Linked DNA regions of Muntiacus reevesi: region 2 is linked to region 1. A link is a contact called in public Hi-C data. All regions are on one chromosome and are shown on one strand. The core of a region is the stretch at or near the end of the contact, and the rest is flanking DNA. Distances in the headings are between cores, read along the strand shown.

Region 1 (4,216 bases), core at 585-3,084:
ATCTGTTGCTGCCTGGTGATTAACCAACTGTTAACCAACAGTCTCCCCTATTAGATCTCTGCTAGATTAGAAGTCAGGTTTGGAGTCAGGTCAAATCCCAGTTGGGGCACTTACTAGCCATACTAGGTCATTCAGTTCAGTTCAGTCATTCAGTCATGTCTGACTCTTTGGGAACCCATGGACTGCAGCACTCCAGGATTCCCTGTCCATCACCAACTCCTGGAGCTTGCTCAAACTCATGCCCATTGAGTCTGTGATACCTTCCAACAATCTCATCCTCTGTCGTCCCCTTCTCCTGCTGCCTTCAATCATTCCCAGCATCAGGGTCTTTTCCAGTGAGTCATCTCTTCACATCAGGTGGCCAAAGTATTGGAATTTCAGCTTCAGCATCAGTCCTTCCAATGAATATTCAGGACTGATTTTCTTAGGATGTAGTGGTCGAATCTCCTTGCAGTCCAAAGGACTCTCTAGAGTCTTCTCCAACACTACAGTTCAAAAGCATCAATTCTTCGGCACTCAGCTTTATGTTCCAACTCTCACGTCCATACGTGACTACTGGAAAAAACATAGCTTTGCCTATATGGACATTTGCTGGCAAAGTAATGTCTCTGTGATATGCTGTCTAGGATTGTCATAGCTTTTCTTCGAAGGAGTATCTTTTCATTTCATGGCTGCAGTCACTATCTGCAGTGATTTTGGAGCCCAAGAAAATAAAGTCTCACTGTTTCCATTGTTTCCCCATCTATTTGCCATGAAGTGATGGGCCCAGGTGATAATGGTGTTTATTTCAGAGGTTTAGCCAGAAATAAATGAAAATTGAATGCAAACTCCTCAGCATGACACATGTTTACTTACAATGGTGTGAAAGTGAAAGTCGCTTAACCGTGTCCGAGTTTGAGACCCCCATGGATATAGACCATGGAATTCTCCAGGCCAGAATACTGGAGTGGGTAGCCTTTCCCTTCTCCAGGGGATCTTCCCAACCCAGGGATCGAACCCAGGTCTCCTGCATCGCAGACGGATTCGTTACCAGCTGAGACACAAGGTAAGCTACAATGGTAAGCATTTGTTAAAATACTCTGAATTCTTTTTTTCTTTTTTAAATCAGAGAAGACACCAGAGCACGCGAAGTTCTAGTGAAAACGAACAACCACCTTCATAGAAACGTACGGCTCTGCTAAGTGGGGGGAAATGCGAACCCCCATTTTTCCAGTTTAGTTCCAGTCGAGAGCTGTCCATTTGGATCTAGGGCAGCCCTTAGAGACGCACGTCATTATTCCTGAGTGCAGAATATCGGAAGTGCCTCACTTTTTCGGTGCACGGAGCGGGGCGTGGTTGACTGGCAGAGGGGGCGTGGCTTAGCCAGCCACACAGAATTAGCCTCAAAAGCAAGTCTAGGGGCACCTTCTTCCCACCCTCTGCTGGGTTAGTATCTTCCCTCAGTTGTTGGTCAGTCGCTCAGTCGTGCCTGACTCTTGGCGACCCCATGGACTGCAGCACGCCAGGCTCCCCTGTCCTCCACCATCTCCCAGAGTCTGCTCAAGCTCCTGTCCATTGCCTCCCTGATGCCATCCAACCATCTCTGTCGTCCCTTTCCCTCAGTAGGCGTCTGGATTCTTCCCCGCCTCCAGAGGGCGCTGCGGCCCAGACGTTTCACCTGCTACCAAAATCCCCACTGACGTCAGCGCTACTGCGGCTGCCGCCTTCGGCGCCCTGGACAACCACGGCGGCCCCGACGCGGCCGGAGTGAGCCCGCCCCTCGCAAACATGGCGGCCGGGCGGGGCGGGGTCTGAGAGGGTGAATTGGGAGGGCGGTCCCAGCCCCAGCGGTCATGTGACTGGGAAGATGGCCGCCTTTCCCTGGTAAGGAAGAAGCGGCGAGTGGGCTTTAGGGAGGCAGTGGCCTTGGTTCTCTTTGGGACTCTGTTTCTGGGGGTGTGTCTCTGCGAGGGAGTGTATGAACTGTGTTCTCCGTTGGGGTTAGTGAAGTCTCCCACCCAGTCTCCGGGTGGAGCCACTACCCGGATTCAGAGGACATTCCCGATGCCGGACCGGTGGTGTCTTGGTCCTCTCCTCCTATCGCCCTCCGCGTGCCTTCCACGCTCTTTTCTCCATTCGTTTTCTCCAAAAAAACTCAAGTTCCGTGGCTTCCGCTTTCCCAGAAGTTGGCGCGGGTTCCGGGGGCGCGGATGTAGAGAATGGTGGACTCAGCTCTGGTCTAGATAACTCAGAGGACCTGGCTGTGTTCTGAATGACTGGCTTCTTGGTGAGGAGACTTGCCATTCATCCTCCTCTGTGCAGAACTTGAGGATACTGAACCCTTAGACATACTCTTTGGATTCAAGGAGCTGCTGTTTAGCGGAGCAGATACGCAGACTAGAGAAATGACCAAAGAAGGCTTTGGGATGAGGCACACCTGGCGGCTTGGGGGAGGCTTGAGAGAGGAAGAGTCTTAAATTGAGTTTTGGAGGATGAATTAGGAGTTCATGGAGAAGGAGCTGTGGGTGTGTGCCGAGCCTAATGGCTGTGTAGGGTCCCTCCTGCTGGAGTAGCTCGGAGAGTTTGGCGCTTCAGCAGCGGCTGAAGCCTTATGGCTTCTTTCTCTGTAAAGTAAAATATATATATTGTTGTTTAGTCACTAAATCTAAACAACTCTTTGCGTCCCTCTGTCCATGGGATTTCCCAGGACGATTGTGTGAAGAACCGGAGCAAGTTGTGATAGTAGTGGAATCATATGGACATGTGAGCTTTCCTCTACATCTCAGAAAGGGAAATTACTTTCTAATCTTTCTCTGCAAGTGATGTGACGTGGTTTACGTTAAATGAGCAAGTGAACAAATGAGAAGATATACAGCCCTGGACCTTAGAAATAATCAGATACTTCTGGTTTGTATTTCCTTCACCTGGCTAACTCTTTAAAGAGTCTTCCTTCAAAGCCTCCGTACACTAAATTAGGATTAGATGACAGTGAGTTCTTATATGTCCTGCCCTGAGTTTTCTTTGAGCTGGTCACGCAAAAGTCCTTTTAGGGAATTACTGAGACTTAAATGCCAAAAAATATGGCTTCAGTGAACTTAGTTAACTGAACTTTTGTAATTAGAAGATCCAGGAAGATGCTGTTTAATTTCAGAGCATTTTTACCTTTGGTATATTTTACTTTGCGGCTTCCCAGGTGGCTCAGAGTGGTCAAAGCATCCGCCTGCCAATGCAAGACACTAGGGTTTGATCCGTGGGTCACGAAGATCCCTTGGAGAGGGAAATAGCAACCCATTCCAGTATTCTTGCCTGGGAAATTCCATGGGATGCAAAGAGTTGTTTAGAATTAGTGACTAAACAATAACAATATATATATATTTTACTTTACAGAGAGAGGAGCCATAAGGCTTTTAGCATCAAAAGCTTTTTCCACAGTTCCTAGTCTGACTGTCCTCTAAACATTTCTGTCTGTGGTAGCACGTGTTCATCTTTCAGTTTGCTCTTGAGACTTGATGCTCTTCAAGTTAAAGGGACTGAATTTTAACCATCATTGTATTTCCAGTGCTTGGCATGGAGCTTGGCAGATAGTAGGTGTTGAATAATGTTATGAAATGAATGAGGAAACTAAGGAGGCCCTCAGAGGAGAAAAGTGTTTGTGACTTTAACTGAGATATTTATTGAGCTTTTATTTTGTGCTGGATGCTGTGCTCAGAGCTGAACGTGCAACATCTTATCTCCTAAAAATCCCATTTTTCAGATGAAAAAATGGAGACAGAAGGATGAAGCAGTTCAGTGTTACAGCCTGCAAGGAGCACTGAGGTTTGGAGCTCAAGGCTGTGATTTTTTAAAAAAATTTTAATTGGAGGATAATTACTTTACAATATTGTGATGGTTTTTTTCATACACCTACATGAATTGGCCATAGGCATACACATGTCCCCTCCCTCCTGAACCCGGCTTCCACCTCCCTCCCCACCCATCCTTTCAGGTTGTCACAGAGCACTGACTTTGGGTGCCCTGCGTCATACATCAAGCTCCCCCTGGCTGTCTATTTTACATAAATACATATGCTAATATTTATATTTCAGTGCAGTTCTCTCAAATCATCCCACCCTCTCCTTCTCCCACTGAGTGCAAAAGTCTGTTCTTTATGTCCGTGTCTCCTTTGCTGCCCTGAAGATAGGACCATCGGTACCATCTTCCTAGACTCCATATATATGTGTTAATATATGATATTTGT
Region 2 (4,216 bases), core at 798-3,297, 320 kb after region 1:
TCCCAAATCATGGTTTGGTTGGTCTCTGCCATCTCCTTTCAGACTCCCACTCTCAACATCTGCCTACGAGCTCCAGCCACAATGGCCTTTGTTCAGTTTCTCTAAGCTCATTCCCACCTCCCAGCCTTTGCACTCGCGGTGCCCTCTGCCTGGTTCAGTCTTTCCCCAACATCTGCCAGTGGCGGGGGAGGCGGGGGGCGGCTCTGTCTTGCAAAGCTCCACTAAAATGTCACTGCGCAGAACTCTTGTCACTTTATTTTACATCATCCTGCTTTATTTTCCTGGCAGCACTTATCCCAATTGGAAGTTCTATCCACTTACTATTTATTTACTTATTTAGTGTTCGCCCAACTCCCCAGTGCTCTGAGAGCAGGGGCTTATCTGCCAGTTGTGTAGCTGGCACATTTACTGAAATAATACATTAACCAATCAAGATTTTAAGCTTCTCTCTCTAAGACTGCTTGTCTTGCTGCCTGTGCCCTAAATGGCGACTCCTTCCCACTTCCATTTTTCCTTTCCCAGCTCAGTTGACCACTTTTCAGACAGAGCAGAAACAGATAGGAAATAGTTCACTCCACAATCCAGATACAAAACTGGCCGGGTGGAGGGCTCCCAACCAACAGACACCGATTTGCATTCTATTTACATCCTATTTGCATGCAGTTTAACTCAACGTCTTGAGTCCTCCAGAAAGCCTCCATCCCTAGGGAAACTTATGAATCAAGGTTCCTCGGCAGAAGTTCCAAAGCTTTTGTGCCAAGCCCCTCCCCCACTTTTCCGCCTCTTTGCGAGGACCCCCAGTTCCTCCTGGGCTCTGCTCAGGTCCCCCCCCCCACCCCCCATACTGGCGCAGTTGGGCAGCCAATGTGGCGCGTGGCCCGGGGCCCCTGGCGGGGACGCCGCTGCCCGCCACACTCCAGGGGCCTTTGTCCGCACTCCAAGGAGCCGCCCCCTTAGCGAACTGAGGACAAGTTGCATTGAGGGGTTGGGGGGGGGGGGCGACTGGCTAGGCCTGGGAGTGACATAGCCGGGGAATGAACCCATGGGCTGCGCTGGAGCCGTCCTCGGTGGCAACGGTACACCCTCTCTGGCTAGTTAACCAGCCCTCTGGCCGAGGCGGGTGCGGGCGGTAGGGGTACCGGGATGCTTCGGACTGAAAGCCTGTGTCCCCCAAAGGGTGGGGACGCAGCACAGGGCTGATCATCGCCTCTAGTCTGGCCGGAACTGAAACGCTAAGCCCCGCCATTGTATGCAGCCGCCCCTCACTTGTACCCCAGCTCCAGGTCCCAGCTCTGCCTCTTTGCCCCCGCAGTGTCCCCTCCTTGTCGGTAGTGCGTAGCCGCGGCCGGCTGAGAGCTAGACCCCCAGTCCCTACGGCAGGTGCGGCAGCTCACCTCCAAAACTCGCCCCTTGTGCCCCCGGCTCCGCCTGCCCTGTCTGTGGTCAGGCCCCGCGCCTGCCACGCAGCCCCCAGACCTGCCCGCGGCTGCCCTCACACGAGTCACTCGGGCACGCCTGAAGTCCCTTACAGTTCCAGCGGCGCTTTGCCTGATCTGCGATCGCCTCCAGACCCTCCTCTGAGACTCTGATCTCCGCCTGGTCCGGGAATACCGCCCCCGCCTCATAAAGGTCCCAGCCTTCTCCTCCACCCCCTGCCCCGCGCTCTGCGGGCTCCTTCTCCCGCCAAACTGTGGTCCTCCAGCCCGGAAACCCCAACTCCCCCAGCAGATTAACGCCTTGGGGAAGAGGGGGGACTCAGAAAAGCCCAAGAAGCAGACCCCATCCCAACCCTCCCAAGTCCACCGCGGGAAAACTTTCTGGGGTCGCCGCAGCGCCCTCCACCCCGCCGGCGCGGCTGGCACTCACCGACCCCCGCGGCCCCGCAGCGCCGACGCTCCCGCTGGCCCTCGGCCCGAGTCACATCTCTGCAGCGCCGCCGTGGCCCCAGCCCAGCGATCCCGGCCGCCCGCCCGTCCGTCCAGCCTCACTGCATCGCCCTCGCGAGCCGCAGCCGCGCGAGGCGCCCCCTGGCCCGGCCCGCGCTGCTGCAGCCGCCGCGGCCCCGCCCCCTGAGGCCCCGCCCCCAGGGCGTTCGAACCCCGCCCCCGTCCCGGCAAGGGCTGATTGTTCTAGCGGAACCTCGCTCTCCGCCTGCAGCGCCCGAGACGAGCCCCCTCCAGTGTCCGCATTTAGAGAACACCACCCTCACATCCACAGCGCGTCCAAAAGCACTCTGGACGCGCCGGACACTTTCCTCCGTTGATCCACTTGCAGAAACTGTGGGTTCCTAAACAGCTGCTGTTCTTTCGCCCAGTCGTGGCCGACTCTTTGCGACCCCCCTGGACTGCAGCACGCCAGGCCTCCCTCCTCCCTGTCCCTCACCATCTCCTTGAGTTTGCCCAAGTTCATGTCCGTTGCCTCGGTGTTGCCATCCAGTCATCTCATCCTCTGACGCCCTTTTCTCCTTCTGCCTTCCGTCTTCTCCAGCATCAGGGACTTTCCTAATGAGTCCGCTGTTCGCATCAGGTGACCAAACTACTGGAGCTTCAGCTTCAGCATCAGTCTTTCCAGCGAGTATTCAGGGTCGATTTCCCTTAAGATTGACTGGTTTGATCTCCTGGCTGTCCAGGGGACTTTCAGAAGTCTTCTCCATAACCACATTTCGAAGGCATCAATTCTTTGGCGTTCTGCTTTCTTTCCGGTCCAGCTCTCACAACAGTACCCGACCACTAGGAAGGCCATAGCCTTGACTATATAACCTTTGTCGGCAGAGTAGTGTTTCTGCTTTTCAGCATGCGATCTAAATTTGACGTTGGTTTCCTGCCAAGAAGTAATCATCTTCTGATTTCATGGCTGCAGTCACTATCTACAGTGATTTTAGAGCCCAAGAAGAAGAAATCTGTCACTGTTTCCACCTTTTCTCCTTCTATTTGCCATGAAGTAATGGGGCCCGATGTCATGATCTTAGTTTTTTGTAATATTTAGTTTTAAACTGGCCTTTTCACTCTCCCCCTTCACCCTCATCAAGAGGTTCTTTAGTTCCTCTTTGCTTTCTGCCATTAGAGTGGCAGAAAGAGTGGCCAAAGAGTGGCCACATATCTTGATTCCAGCTTGTATCTTATCCAGACTGGCATTTCTCATGATGTGCTCGGTGTATAGGTCAAACAAACAGGTGACAGCAGACAGCCCTGTTGGACTCCTTTCTCAATCTTGAATTCTAAACAGTTACTTCCCCACAATATACCCATGCCAGATCCAGGGTGCAGAGAGGATTCTGCTGAGACTGTTCCAGAATCAGTAACACCCCAATTTCAGCCAGGCAGCCCCTCCTGCCTGGACACACTCCAATCCTGCCACCTCCTGCCACGTGTCCCTTTATGCACCCTGAGCCTCACATCCGTGTTCTTGGCCACCCCAAACATACTCACACGTCCACCACAAGCATATTCACAAGTCCACTCACCCCTCACATGGGTCCACATGCAGGATCCCACTACCGCTGCTGCCCTCATCACCCACATACATACGCACCTTTCCACGATTGCCCTGGGCACACACTCGGAGGTCTGGGGGCATCCAATCTGGCGCTCAGCAGACACCCAGAGCTCAGGCTGCTCACCCACCCACAGTGCAAGTGTGAGGCGCTCCTTAAGGGAAGGGTCTGGGCCACCTCGTACCTCAACAGAGTGTGGCTTCAAGCCCCCCTGGGCCGTCTGAGGTCAGCATTGCCTCAACCCTGCCTGGGGCCTGCCCTCCAGCTTCAGGCCGGCTTTTCCAGTCGTCTCTCCGCAATCCCCCCCTCCCCAGAACTTTGAGGACCCCTCTGTGGTGTGGATAAGACCACTCACCCCATCCCAGCCCTATAAGACATGACAGAGAGATGACTCCTGTTCCCGCACTTCTCTGTATGGGGAAAGGAGGGTGTGGAGAAGCAAGCAAGATGGGTTGTGGAATAGCACTTCCTTCTGGGCAAAGCTGCAAGCCCTGATCTTTGGGAATCGTGGAACTTTCAGATATTCTCACACCTTCCTGCGAGTCTCCTGCCCGGCCAAAACTATTTTCTCCCAGGCAGGCCACATATCTTTGGGTGGGCCTCTCTCCAAAGACCTTATATTAATTTTAAGAAAAAATGGAGGAGAGGAAGCACGAAAACTGAAAATGTTCCTCGTTTCATTGGCAGACGTATTCTTAGAGCCTAGAACAATGCCTGGCCCTC

The links. Hi-C and Micro-C count contacts between places; a contact is called where the count stands out from the background.
Region 2: a Hi-C map of muscle shows a contact between it and region 1, with 7 times the contacts expected there. The contact joins the promoter of GPRC5B here to the promoter of VPS35L in region 1. A contact is called at or near these places in 2 of 3 Hi-C or Micro-C datasets (blood and muscle).

Annotation. Positions count from the first base shown.
Region 1 is chr2:195,845,308-195,849,523 of mMunRee1.1, forward strand. VPS35L (VPS35 endosomal protein sorting factor like) reads left to right here and starts at 1,835. Exons shown (of 31, transcript XM_065924431.1): 1 at 1,835-1,863. The coding sequence starts at 1,847.
Region 2 is chr2:196,167,083-196,171,298 of mMunRee1.1, forward strand. It overlaps GPRC5B (G protein-coupled receptor class C group 5 member B), which reads right to left and starts at 2,048. Exons shown (of 4, transcript XM_065924436.1): 1 at 1,867-2,048.